2 separate regions of the Hordeum vulgare genome follow, and region 1 is linked to region 2. The links are chromatin contacts, called in public Hi-C maps. All regions are on one chromosome and are shown on one strand. Each heading gives the region's core, a stretch centred on a gene start, on an enhancer-like site or on the middle of the called end of the contact. The rest is flanking DNA. Distances are from core to core; before and after follow the strand shown.

Region 1 (4,115 bases), core at 1,096-3,595, 34 kb after region 2:
GACCGTTGGCCCGTTCGACTTGTGCATTGGTTTGTGGATGATATACGGAGGCGTAGTCAAGGTTGATGCCCAAGTAGCGCACTAGTCTTTTACCTCCTCGGGTGTAAAGTTGGATCCATTGTCCATTATTATACAATGGGGAACACCATAACGGTGGACCATGCTGGATATAAAGTTGATAATCGGTCCAAACTTAGCTGAAGTTATTGGTTTGCCTTCAATATCCACTTAGTGAATTTGTCGACCATGACCAGTAGGTATTTATTTTTATTAGTCACCCCTTTAAGTGGTTCGACCATGTCCAGCCCCCAGACCGTAAAAGGCTAGGTGATCAATATTGTCCAAAGAGCCGTTGGGGGCATGTGGCTTTGATTTGCAAAAAATTGACAACCAACACGATGTTGCACGAGTGTGTGAGTGTCTGCACGAGCCTTGGGCAAAAACAAGTTGGCTCGAAAGGCCTTGCTTACCAGGGCCCAAGCTGTTGTGTGGTGGCCTCCCATGCCTGCATGTATCTCGGCTAAGAGTTGCCTTCCTTCTTCGGATATGCACCATTGGAGAACTCCGGTGGTGCTTTTCTTATATAGCTCACCCTTATGGACCTTGCAGGCCTTGGATCACCGAATTCTTCGTCTTGCCTCGGTATGGTCATCGGGGAGTTCTTGGTGGAGAAGGTAGGCAAGGAAGGGCTTGGTCCATGGTGCGATTACTACCATGACTTCGTGAGACAAAGGTGTTTTTTCAAGTGCCTTACCGCCGATGATTTGTTCATCTGGTTCGATGATAGGAGGGATGATCTCTTCATGGCCATTTTCTTTAGCATCCTTGTCCTCGTCCTACCATACCATGGATGGTCTGAAAAGCCGTTCCAAAAAGGTGTTCTTAGGGAAAGAGTCACGCTTGGCGCCCGTGCGGGCGAGGATATCAGTAGATTGATTTCTGTCTGTGGACATATGGTGGAATTCCAATCCTTCAAACCATGGAGATATTTTAAGGACGACATTTCTATATGCTGTAATGGCGTCGAAATCGTCGTTGATTTGGGAGATGGCGAGGTTAGAGTCAACTCGTACCTCAAGCAGTTGTATGCCCATTGATGTTGCTATCCGAAGTCCATGAAATAGAGCCTCATATCCGGCCACGTTATTGGAATGAGCGTACATGATTTCCAGTACGTATTGGATGTTGTCGCGAGTGGGGAATGTAAGTATAGCACCAGCCCCTACCCGGCAAGCATCTTCGATCCGTCAAAGCACATTGTTGTAACACCCCAAAAATTTAACCATATTTTTATTAATTTAAATTTGGCCAAAAATAAAACTTCTAAATATAATTTGTCTCCTTGCTAGTTTGAGAACCTTCTTTTAAAAAAATCCTTCCGTCCAAGTGGTTTTTTTAAAAGTAAGTTGGGCTCTGAATATTTTCCTTCAATCATTTTATTTCACTTATAAATTTAGCAGGAGTAATTTTTATAATAAAACTTGCCCACAACTAACTCTTTTAATAACATCTTTAACTCTAAAATTGCCCTTGTTGCACCACAACCATTTTAATTATCTATTTAAAAATTCCACAAAAAATTGGAGAGGTCAAATGATGCCACATATCACCTTTGTGCAAAAACCCCTCTTGGTCGTTTGTAAATTTTAAGCCCAACATCAAGCTTTCAAATCTAGTCTAGTTTGTGATATTAAATGCAACCCGTTATTCCTAGCCCTATAATTCTTGAAAACTTTACCACTACTACTCCTTCCAACCAAACCCTTAAGTCCCACATATCAGCCTAGATTCAACTTTTAGGTTTGCCAAAATATTCCTGAAGTTTTTGTTCACAATTAAATTGTAGCAAAACTTGCACTAGGGAGTCTTCTCTTTCCCCAAACTAAATTCACCACTATCTTTAACATCTAAAGAGACCCCATCCTCCGAAATGTCATCTTTAGAAAAGCTATCTAGGTGGCTTTGTAATTCTGTCGAACACCTTGAATTTAGGACATGATTTTAACCGCCTCTCAAACCCCTTTGCCAACCTAGTCCATTAGCCAAACAAGCATGTCCTCAAGAACCTTTTTTACCCTAAACCATGACCCTGTTAAATTTTAATTGCATCAAATCTCCTTAAGCTATCTTAGCATTTTGTAGAGCAGCTGTTGTGCGTGCCCCGAGCACAAGCAGAGCACGCGTTTTGCATGTGCTCACGCCCGAGCCGCCGTGTCCCAGGAATGCCCCTCCCCAGCTCGTCCTGATCCATTGCTGCTCGCCGCGTCGTGCCATAGCCCCACCGACCTTCCCCTTTGCTCTGTAGGGGCCCGCCATGTCCCCGACGCTCCAAACGCTAGCCGCCACGGCCACGCGCTGTGGTTGGCACCACCCAGGCCACCTGCCGCGCCCCCGAGCATCCCAACTCGCCGAGCTCATCCTCAACTTCATCGCCTACCCCGACAAACTCTGCCAGCGAGCCCCCACCTCCATTGTTCGCCATCAGTGGCTCTCGCCATGTCGGTGTGAGTAGTATCTCAAGGAACCGACCTCCTACGGCAACGATAGCCGCCGCAGCCGCTCGGTCAAATTCATCGCAGCGGCATCCTTATCCCCAAAACCCACGGAGGAAGGAGACCATCAGGACCACACAGAGCTCTCCCCGCCCCTCAATTTCGCCGGAGTTGGCTCGTAGGACGGTGCCCCATTTTTGCCCCGCCGGAACTTTTAGAGAGAGCTTGACGCTGATGACTCCGTCCACCACGACGACCATGCATAGTGCCCGCGGGTTCGCCTCGAGATCCTGATCACGCCCATGTGATTAAATCCTTGGGTATCATTGTCGTTCGCCGGCATCTATCGCCAGTGCTCCTCCCCCGTTCGGTCGATGGAAGTTGAGGGCGTGGTGGACCGGTCAAACATGGCTGGTGGGCCCGCAGGACCCATTGTCAGCGACTCCTTGTCCCCGCCCACTCTTTTAGTGGAAGAGTAAACCCTCGCAGTACGTCTTCTCCTCTCGAAAGCATAATTTCATCCGAGCATTTTTCTTTTTATAATTTCATTTAAAAACAGATAGTTGACGTAACTTTGACATATTATAATTTTTAAACCACAACTTCAAATGAGTTGATTCTTTTTCTGTTATTCCTAAAATCTCATCTAGTTTTATTTAAAAACTTTTCTGTACTATTTTATAATTTCATTTAAAAACTTTTCTGTACTATTTTGGAAATAGGTGTTGAGTTCAATATTTATAAAATAGGAAAAATGAAGGGGAGAATACTCTCAATTTTTTTTGGAATGCACACAACCCTTTTGCATACTCAAGGCAAGCATCTTGAACACTCATACGATATAAGTTGAGTCATTGTTTGCTGTGCTAAACAAATTCATGATCATGTTATTGAAATAAAAAAAATTGATATGGAAAATAATCATGCATGAATGCATATGATGGAAATTTATTTGTTGTTGATCATGAGATCTATATATGAGAAGTGGTTATTGCCTCATGTCATGTATACTGGCCCTCACAAACCCCGGAGGAAGGTTTGGTCATGGGTAAAGTATGACCACAAAACTAGTATCTCGTTGTGACGAGAGTGAGAAGTGAGGGCATGTCTCGGCATGATGGGTGGTGACAGTGCTAGATATATTTTAGAAAATTTTATGGTTCTAACCATTGCAGGGAAACAGAAACCTCCCGAGTCGACTGTAGATTGAGTCTTGTATCAGTAACCCCCATACTTGAATTGTGCTACCACTTGTCCCTGCCACGGGTAGGGTGTGGTTCAGTAAGTCGTTAACCCCTTTCCTTGCACACACTGTACAGAGAGGCCATAGTGAAAGAAACATCACTTGTAGGCATGTCACTTGGTCCCGGGGCATGGTTGTTCCTCTTTGACCGAGGGGGTAGTGCCCCTGTGCGCATGTTATAAATATTGTGATCCCATGCTATTGGATATTGTGGTCTCCTCAATTAGAGTTTTACTTAACGTTGCCGTGGATGATTCCAGGCACCAGGAAGTTAAGCGGTTGTGTGCGCGTCTAGTGTTTTTTCAACCCAAAGACCGTAAGTGGAATTAGCCAACGTTCCGGGTTGACTAAAGAAACTCGTCACTCATGGGTAAAGAGTA
Region 2 (4,234 bases), core at 309-2,808:
GATACAAAACAAAACTGAGATCTAATTTAAAAACGAGATTTTTCTGAAAACATTAAATTGCGGATATGCGACACGTGGCTATCATTGGTTTGCTGCAAGTGTTCGCTACAAGGCTAAAAGGTAAACAATCTCTACTTAACTAATATGAAAATAACTTACACACAACAAATATGAGGAGGCACAGAAGAAGATGACGATGGTGAGGCGGCTCCCGCAATCAACAGCGTCGGGGAAGTTGTCCAACACATGTGGAACATCGAGGGCGACCGATTTTTTGCTGAAGGTGAAGGTTGATGGTGAACGAAGCGAGCGGGGCGTCGAGGTGAACTCCGTGAACTAAGACGTCGTTACGAGCTCGAGGTGGTCGCTATAGACGAAGAGATGAGATTAAACCTTGTCAAAAAGAAGCTAGGGATTGAAAAAAGTCTAACTACACAAGATGGAGGCTCGAGATGGCTCACGGGCGTCGGAATATGGCGATGAACCGCAGCTTCTGCGGTGAGATCCAAATGACGAAAGCTTCGCGTACAAGGGTTTTTATAGGACATGATGCTTGGAGCAGGGGTTGACTTGAGATAGGATTTTCACAAAGTTTAAACCGAAGTCGGCGTCTTTACGCGTACGTGCGTGCAGTTGGACTCTGTTTTGTTTTCGTGGACAGGAAGAAGACCGAGCGGGTCCCACGCGCCAGGGAGAGAGAGTACGAGAAAGAGAGGAAATTGGGAGGAGAGAAACATAACGTGGGGTTCGTTGCCCTTTGTTTGAAAAACAAACAGCCGGCAGCGGCTGGGAGGAGCACTCGTGGCTCGCCTCGCTCATTGCCTCGCTAGGGCAACTCCCACCATGCGTGTGGGGTGGGCTGGGGCGCTGGCCCATGGTTAGCTTGGCCGTCCGGTGCGCTCGCCTGGCCAGCAGTTTTTTTAGGAATAAAACGGAAAAAAAAAACATACTCCGTGATCCGTGATCAACGGCGTCGGGGAAGTTGTCCAACAGATGCGGAACGTCGAGGGCAAACGATTTTTGCTGAATGTGAAGGTTGGTGGTGACCGAAGCGAACGGGGTATCGAGGTGAACTCCGTGAACTACGGCGACGTTACGAGCTCGAGGCGGTCGTTGTAGATGGAGATACGAGATTAGACCATGTCAAAAAGAAGCTAAGGATCGCAATAAGTCTAACTGCAAAGGATGGAGGCTCGGAATGGCTCACGGGCGTTGGAATCCGACGATGAACCGCAGCTTCTGTGGCAAGATCCAAACGCCGAAAGCTTCGTGTATATGGGGTTTTGGCGTGGGGGTTTTACGAGAATTAGTCGAGGAGAGTCACGGGTATTTATAGGACATGATGCTTGAGCAGGGGTTGACTAGAGATAGGATTTTCATGAAGTTTAAACCAAAGTCGGCGTCTGTACACGTACGTGCGTGGAGTTGGACTTTGTTTTGTTTTCGTGGACAGGAAGAAGACTAGGCGGGTCCCACGCAGAGAGAGAGAGTACGAGAGGGAGAGGAAATCGGGAGGAGAGACACATGACATGGGGTTCGTTGCCCTTTTTTTTGGAAAACAAACAGCCAACGGCGGCTGGGAGGAGCGCTCGTGGCTCACCTTGCTCCTTGCCTTGCTAGGGCAACTCACACCGTGCGTGTGGGGTCGGCTGGGGCACTGGCCCATGGCTGGCTGGGTCAGCCCAGTTTTTTTTTGAGAAATAAAACGAAAATAACATACTATACACAAAATAATATTTAGGGTATTGTATATCAAAACGATCGGAAAAATAAATCCTATAGCATGGACATTTATTAAACACAAAATAAAAACTTTATAAAACTTTTTCTTTAAAATTCCAAATAAAATCAAATTTGACTTTCAAATAAATTGGCACTATTTTTCTTCTCACTTTTGGGGTGTCATGTTACCTCCTCTCATACTTGTTGTACAAGGTATTTTGTGAGGGATTTGTGAATGAAATTCACGTGCCAAAAGAAATGAAATCAAATACCAGATGAAAATTCAGTTGCCACATTCATTTCAATCAAAATGCATAGATGCTTAGCTATAATTGTAAAATATTCCAAATTGAAATTTGGGATGTTATAGTTATAGAATCTATACTTCAACCAGAGAATGACGCAACGCAAAAAGATGTTTCTATGGAGCCTACATCTGTTGAAGAGGAGGCTGATGATTATGATCATGTAGCTTCAGATCAAGTTGTTATCGAACCTCGTAGGTCGACAAGGGCACGTAATACTCCTGAGTGGTACGGAAACCCTGTCTTGTCAGTCATGTTGTTAGAAACAATGAACCTACGAGCTATGGAGACGTGATGGTGGGCCCCGATTCCAACAAATGTTTAGATCCATGAAATCTGACATAGGATCCATGTATGAAAACAAAGTGTGGACTTTGGAAGTATTACCTGAAGGGCGAAAGGCCATTCAGAATAAATGAATCTTTAAGAAGAAGACACACGCAGACGATAATATCACCGTCTATAAAACTCGACTTGTGGCAAGGGGTTTTTCACAAGTTCAAGTAGTTGACTACGATGAGACTTTCTCACCCGTAGCGATGCTTAAATCCATCAGAATCATGTTAGCAATAGCTGCATTTTTTGATTATGAAATTTGGAAAATTGATGTCAAAGCAGCGCTCCTTAGAAGGTTTTGTCGATCCAGAGAATGCTAAGAAAGTATGCAAACTCCAGCGATCCATTTATGGACTCGTGCAAGCATCTCGAAGTTGTAATCAACGCTTAGATGAGGTGATCATGGCGTTTGGGTTTATATAAGTTTGTGGAGAAGCTTGTATTTACAAGAAAGTGAGTGGGGGCTCTATAGCATTTCTAATATTATATTTGGATGACATATTGCTGATTGGAAATCATATAGCCATTTTGGGAAGCGTAAAGGATTATTTGAATAAGAGTTTTTCTATGAAGGACCTAGGAGAAGGTGCTTACATATTAGGCATCAAGATCTATGGAGATAGATCAAGACGCTTAATAGGACTTTCACAGAGCTCATACCTTGACAAAGTTTTGTAGTAGTTCATAATGGAGCAGTCCAAGAAGGAGTTCTTGCTTGTGCTACAAGGTGTGAAGTTGAGTAAGAGTCAATGCCCAGTAACTGCAGAAGATAGAGAAAAGCTGAGTGTCGCCCCTATGCTTCAGCCATAGGCTCTATCATGTATGCAATGTTGTGCACAAGACCTGATGTCAGCCTTGCCATAAGTATGGCGAGAAGGTTTCAGAGTGATCCAGGAATAGAACACTGGACAACGGTCAAGAATATTCTGAAGTACCTGAAAAGGACTAAGGAAATGTTTCTCGTTTATGGAGGTGATGAAGAGCTTGTCGTAAAGGGTTACGTCGATGCAATCTTTGACACTGACCTGGATGACTCTAAGTCTCAAACCGGATACGTATTTATTCTCAATGGGGGTGCGGTAAGCTGGTGCAGTTCCAAGCAAAGCGTGGTAGCTGATTCTACATGTGAAGCGGAGTACATAGCTGCCTCAGAGGCGGCCAAAGAGGGTGTGTGGATGAAGGAGTTCATGACAAATCATGGAGTTGTGCCTAGTGAATTAAATCTAATGACTCTGTTCTGTAAAAACACTGGTACCATTGCTCTAGCCAAGGAACCAAGGTTTCACAAGAGGACCAGACACATAAAGTGACGCTTCAATGCCATCTGCGATTACATCAAAGAGGCGGACATAAGTACTTGCAAAGTGCACACGGATCTGAATGTTGCACACCCGTTGACTAAGCCTCTTCCACGAGCAAACCATGATCAACACCAGAACTGTATGGGTGTTATATTTATTACATTGTAAATCACATAGTGATGTGCGCTAGATTATTGACTCTAGTGCAAGTGGGAGACTGTTGGAAATATGCCCTAGAGGCAAAAATAAAATAGTTATTATTATATTTCCTTGTTCAGTATAATCATTTATTATATATGCTAGAATTGTATTGAATGGAAACTCAGATACATCTGTGGATACATAGACAACACACCGTACCTAGTAAGCCTCTACTGGACTAGCTCATTGATCAAAGATGGTCAAGGTTTCCTTACCATAGACAAGAGTTGTCACTTGATAACGGGATCACATCATTAGGAGAATTATGTGATGGAGAAGACCCAAACTATGAACATAGCATGTGATCGTGTTGTTTTATTGCTACTGTTTTTCTGCATGTCAAGTATATGTTCCTTTGACCATGAGATC

What was found. A called contact is a pair of places that touch in the nucleus more often than the background predicts.
Region 1: a Hi-C map of leaf shows a contact between it and region 2, with 2.0 times the contacts expected there. The contact joins two enhancer-like sites. A contact is called at or near these places in 2 of 6 Hi-C or Micro-C datasets (leaf and seedling).

The regions. Positions count from the first base shown.
Region 1 is chr7H:194,911,501-194,915,615 of MorexV3_pseudomolecules_assembly, forward strand. No RefSeq gene overlaps it. Among protein-coding and RNA genes, the nearest start is that of LOC123412983, 240 kb to the right of the region's middle. Within about 2 kb of position 2,346, at least 3 of the 3 cell types and tissues checked have open chromatin away from gene starts, as enhancers often do. A contact at or near this core is called in leaf and seedling, where this site is marked.
Region 2 is chr7H:194,878,778-194,883,011 of MorexV3_pseudomolecules_assembly, forward strand. No RefSeq gene overlaps it. Among protein-coding and RNA genes, the nearest start is that of LOC123406999, 250 kb to the left of the region's middle. Within about 2 kb of position 1,559, at least 3 of the 3 cell types and tissues checked have open chromatin away from gene starts, as enhancers often do. A contact at or near this core is called in leaf and seedling, where this site is marked.